2 separate regions of the Sus scrofa genome follow, and region 1 is linked to region 2. A link is a contact called in public Hi-C data. All regions are on one chromosome and are shown on one strand. The core of a region is the stretch at or near the end of the contact, and the rest is flanking DNA. Distances in the headings are between cores, read along the strand shown. Region 1 has its middle 38 kb from the start of PTP4A2. Region 2 has its middle 12 kb from the start of SPOCD1.

What was found. A called contact is a pair of places that touch in the nucleus more often than the background predicts.
Region 1: a contact with region 2 is called in a Hi-C map of liver, with 4 times the contacts expected there. The contact joins two enhancer-like sites. A contact is called at or near these places in 27 of 47 Hi-C or Micro-C datasets (adipose tissue, alveolar macrophages, blood and 12 more) and 2 of 2 datasets of contacts at active chromatin or transcription factors (alveolar macrophages and skeletal muscle).

What each region holds. Positions count from the first base shown.
Region 1 is chr6:88,468,679-88,471,378 of Sscrofa11.1, reverse strand. No RefSeq gene overlaps it. Among named protein-coding and RNA genes, the nearest start is that of PTP4A2, 38 kb to the right of the region's middle. Within about 2 kb of position 1,413, at least 9 of the 83 cell types and tissues checked have an H3K27ac peak or open chromatin away from gene starts, as enhancers often do. A contact at or near this core is called in fetal liver and liver, where this site is marked.
Region 2 is chr6:88,359,370-88,362,138 of Sscrofa11.1, reverse strand. No RefSeq gene overlaps it. Among named protein-coding and RNA genes, the nearest start is that of SPOCD1, 12 kb to the right of the region's middle. Within about 2 kb of position 1,293, at least 27 of the 83 cell types and tissues checked have an H3K27ac peak or open chromatin away from gene starts, as enhancers often do. A contact at or near this core is called in fetal liver and liver, where this site is marked.

The DNA of each region.
Region 1 (2,700 bases), core at 164-2,663, 110 kb before region 2:
GTGTGGCCCTAAAAAAGCAAATCATCCTCATCATCCTCATCCAGTAGTGTACCAACAAATAAATGTTTCTTGAGCACCTACTATGTGCCAAACACCGTGTTCCAACTCTGCCTCTTTTCCCCTCCATTCCATATATATAGAGAGAAAATGTGGCCTTTCCCTCTAGGAGTTTACAATATACCAAGGCAGATAAAATAACCATACGTAACAAGAACAAATGGCAAATGTGCAGAGAGGTATACAAGCATGAAAGTGCTCTGAGACAGAGGGCTGTGCTGAGGCGGAGTAAACCTACCACTAACGACAATAAGAGTAATAATGGCTAACCCTTAATCAGTGCTTCCTGGGTGCCTGGCACTGTGCTAAGAGCTTTCTGAGCAATCTCTCTCTCTCTTTTTTTCTTTTTAGGGCTGCACTTGAGGCATATGGAAGTTTCCAGGCGAGGGGTCAAATCAAAGCTGCAGCTGCCAGCCTATGACGCCATAGCCACAGCAATGCGGGATCCGAGCTGCATCTGTGACCTACACCACAGCTCACAGCAGTGCTGGATCCTTAACCTACTGAGTGAGGCCAGGGATCCTCATCCTCATGGATATTAGCCAGGTTTGTAACCCACTGGAGCCACAATGGGAACACCAAGCAATACCTCTTTTAACTCCAACAACAACCCTTTGAAGAAAGTAAGTAGTCGTGTTACAGAAGAATAAACGGGGGCTCAGAGAGGTGAAGTGAATTGCCCAAGAACACACAGCCAGAGGTCACAGAGTCGGCGCTTGAACCCAGGTCTATCTGATCTCAGAGCTCATAACTTTAACTATCACTTAGTTCTCAGCCCGCAAAGCAGGGCAGCAGGTTTTGGGCCAGGAAACCTGGGGCTATAATGTACCTGCGATGGGTGGGGGTGGGGGAGTAGAGGGCAAAGAGCCAGAAGGAACAGGTTTTGTTCTGTCACACAGAGGCTTTCTCTGCTCTCCATACACCTGGCGGAAAGTGGCCATCTCCAGCTTCGGGCCCAGTGCCTAACCCTGACTTCCTGGTGCAAATTACAACCTTGCAGCCCCGTGAGTCTAATATGATATGCAAGATATTCTTAGCCTGTGGCATGAAAAAAATGAATTAGTGCCCAATACCAGAAAATTGGGAGATTTCACATAAAAATATGGAAAATCAGACTATCTGACAAGTCTGGGCCTCTATTCCCATGGCAACCATCTGCTAGAGCAGAGTAGCAGCTGCTGTCATGAGATGCGGCCCCACTTGCCATTTGTCACAATCGCCCATTCCCCATTGTCTCTCCTTGGGATGTTCCACTCTTTGTCACTGCTGATGTGAACCGGGGGGGGGGGGGGGGCATTTGGACTAGAATCACTATGTCCCAGTTTCAGAGTCCCAGAAGACAGAGTTAGCGCAGCTCAGGTCAAAGGTACACCTCTGGTTCCAAACACTGTGGTGAACACAGAGCAGGCTTTGATGAGGCCAACATAAGTCTAAGGGCACCTGTTCAACGAGGTCTTTGGGCAGCAGTGGGTCCTCAGGAAGAGGACTGCAGGTGGGAAGACACTCCAAGACAATTCTAGCACAAAGGGGGAAGAGATGAAGGCTGAGAGTCTACTTTTGAGACATGTAATAATTGAGGCTCCAGGTCGTGATGAAAACCTGAACTGGAGCAGCAGCAGCTGGAGTGGAGCAGTAAGGAGCATGTTGATAAGATGTTAAGATCATAGTGGCTTGTGGGCAGGGCAGGGAGGTGGCAAAGATGATGTTTGAGCCTCTGCCCTGGGTAAAAGGGAAAAAGGTGGTGTCTTTCATCTTGATGGGGAACCCAGGGAATTCCTGTTTGTGGCTCATTGGTAATGAACCTGACTAGTATGCCTGAGGACGCGGATTGGATCCCTGGCCTCGCTCAGTGGGTTTAAGGATCCCCCTGTTACCATGAACTGAGTTTTAGTTTGAAGACATGGCTAAGATCCCCTGAGTTGCTCTTGCTGTGGCTGTGGTGTAGGCCAGAGGCTGCAGCTCTGATTCAACCCCTGGTCTGGGAACTTCCATATGCCAGAGGGTGAGGCAAAAAAAAAAAAAAAAAAAAAAAAAAAAAAGCATGGGGAACCCAGGAGAAGGAGTAGATTTGGAGGGGAAAGTAAAGAGTTAGGTCTGGGGCATGTTGAGCTTGCTGTGCCTGGGCGGGGGGTGGGGTGTCACACAAATAGAGCTGCTAGGTGGCATTTGGGGAAGATCTGGGCTGGAGCTACGGCCTGGGAAGTAACCAGCAAAGAGGTGGAGTTTGAAGACCTGGGCACTGATTAAACCTGGGAGGGGCTGTGAGGACGGGGAAGGGAAGAGGGCTAAGAGGAGAACTCAAGGAGCAATGCTGAGGGCAGAGAGCAGCCTGAAACCAAAATGTGCTGGTCCCAGAGGGAAGAGAACCAGGGGACTGTGGTCTTACAGAAGCCCAGGAAGGAGAGTTTAAAGAAGGCAGTGGTCCAGTGCCGTGTGGTCCGAGTGCTTATTTATTTATTTATTTATTTATTTTTTCTTCTTAGGGCTGCATGTGCAGCATATAGAAGTTCCTAGGCTAGGGGTTGAATCAGAGCTGCAGCTGCCGGCCTATGCCACAGCCACAGCAATGCGAGATCCTTAACCCACTGAGCGAGGCCAGGGATCAATTCCGCATCCTCATGGGTACTAGTCGGATTCTTAACC
Region 2 (2,769 bases), core at 44-2,543:
GTCAGGGGCACAGCCAGGGCGAGGGGTAGGGAGGCCCAGGAGCGAGTGGCCAGAGTGAGTGAAAGAAGGGGTCAGTCTGAGTCTCAGCTGCATCTGATATCTGGCAGCAAAAGTTCCCAGTAGGAAGACTGAAATATACCCGCTCCCTGACACACACACCATAATGAGGGTATGTCAAAATGTCAAAGGAACACAGGAGGCAATTGAAAGAACTCCCAGTGGCCAAAGCTGGAACAGTTTCAGCAACAAAATAAAGCGCGTTGGATCACAACCCAAAGTGTACAATAAATATCCAGGAGTCCTTCCTGATATAAATCAAGGGTTGAATAAATGATATAAATAAATGATTAAGAAGAGATAAATCTCCCCTGTGGAATTCCAAATAACTTAGGTAGACATCCTGCTCTCAAGGAGGGGTGCATAAGTGCCCACTGCGCAAGTGTGGGCTACACACAGTGATGTCCTTCCTAAGAGTGCAGTGGGAGGGGGGGGCAGGGCGAGTGACCTTGGCCGTGGAGAAACCTGACAAACATGACCTCAGCCAGGTGATCAAGGTTGAGAGTGATCAGTCGTCACGTTGACACGGTATGGGTCCACCAGCAGCCTTGGGCAGGGCTCCAGCAGCTTTGCAGAAACACAAGCATGCCCACCTGCAGCGACCATAGCCCTGGTTTACTGCTGGCTGCGTTTCTCCATGACCCTGTGGGATGGGGATTGGGAGCTTTGGAGCACTTGGCCATTGCCTTGGCTGCTAGGAGCCCAGAGGCACAGGAAATCCAATTCCTTTGGCTGCGGCCCAGGACTTAGAGGGGCAGCCACCCTCAGCAGCATCTTGGGAGGGCTCTGCCAGTGGTCCGGCACTGCCCAGCAAACTTGACCGGGATCCCCAGCTACAGATCTCGCAATGTCCGGTGGCATGATCTTGCATCAGAGCAGCAAGAGGGCCTAGGGGAGGTCCCAGGGGCTGGGGTTGGAGGGACAGTGACATCTGGCAGCCTCAGCAGAGTCCTGTGGGTGGGCCTGAGGTACAGTGGTATCTGTCTTTGGGTGGAAATGTGCCTCGGGACACAGAGTTGCATAACTTGCATTCTGGAACCTCTTGCCTGGAGCCCCGAGGGTCTGCCTCTAGTTTTCCTGTTCATGAGGTCAGCAACCTGGAACATGTCCTTCAGCAAATCAGGGAACCTGGGAGGTGGGGCTGACAGAGGCTCCGTGAAGTGGATGCATGGCATGGTGACCTGTGACCAAGCAGCCCCACTGCCTTTTGCTGAAGATCTCTGGGGCTCTGACATGCAGTGTACGGCAATAGTGCCCACTGCTGGCTGGTGGAAGCTGGCACGGGACAGGCAGGGTGGGCATGCCTCCAGTATTCCCAGTGACTGTTTTCTTCACGTGTTCACCTCCTGTCTGCTTGGGGTGGTCCAGATCAAGCCCCTCTTTGCCTGGATTCCATCGCTTGTGAAACCAGGTTGAAGAAAGTGCATGAAGGCATCCACGGAAAATGAACTTTGTCCTCCCCAGCCCTTCCCCCGAGTGGGAGGAGAAGCCAAATTATAAAAATCAGCCCATCTCAGGGAGACAGAGAGCCTGCCCCCGCCCCGTGCCCCATTGAATCCATAGCGGAATCCCCGTTGAATCCACAGCGGAATCCCTGGTGTGGTAGCCAGAGGGAAAGGATGCAGTGAAGGCCCAGCCTCTTGAGCAATTGACTGGAGGAATCCTGCTAGGAAGACCCTTCCTTCCCCACCACCCCCCGACCCCCAGGAACCCCCTCCCCAGACTCTGAGAACTGCTGGGAAAATTAGATGGAGAGGTGGAGCTGATAGACCTTATGGCTAATGAGAGGCAAGGTGACTTCCAGGTTGCTGGCTGGGAGGAGTCGGTGGATGGACCCCAGGACCCTGGGATGGGGATGCAGGAGGGGGAACAGTGGGGCAGGAACCAGCATGAGCCACATGAGCAGGCTGGAGCTTGAGAGCGGAGATGGCTCCTCTTGGGCAGGGAGAACAAAGCCCTTTGTGTTAGGACTCCACATCTCCTCGCCCAGCTGGTGCCCAGCCAGGAAGGCCCAGCCCCAAGCCCTCAATCAGTGGCAATTTCGCTGCCATGTGTGTAGCACCTCGGCTCCCTTCCTCAGCCCCCATCTCTCCCTGATTCTCAGGAGCCCCCTAGGCTCTCCCCATCTGGGCTCCCGGCCCCAGCTCTCCCCTTCCCCTTCCCTTCCTCGGATGCATGGAATTTCCAGCCCCGCACTCCACTCAGCCAAGGGTCAGCCCCCCACAACTTCCCAGCTTCCTAATCTCAGACCCTTTGGGAGAAGGGAGGGAAGGAGCCACCAAGTGTTGAGGAGCTACTGGTCTAGGTGCTTCTTGGTCCTCAGGCCCCTCTGCCAGGTGCGTTGTCGCCCTCTTCCCAGTGGCAGTCCTGGGATTTGAACCCACGTTTCTCTGGCTCCAAAGTCAGTGCTCTTTGCAAAAGAGGAGAGAGCCGTAAAGCCCACATGCTCCAGACACTGAGCCAGCCCCTTGCTCCGGTGCCTCTGCCACCCCCTCTTCCCTGGCTCCTTCTCATGTGGCTGTAAATGCAGTGCTCCCTTTTCTGAAACCCTCTCCCCTTGACCTTGCAAGCTGCTCCTTCCCTTTGCTAGCGAACCTCCTGCTTGGTTCCCTTCTGTCATCCCTTCCCCTTTATCCCTCTCAGGTTCTATCAACTTAACTCCCACCCTTTCTATCCCCATCCCCACCCCCAGCCACTCCTGCTGGAGTCACC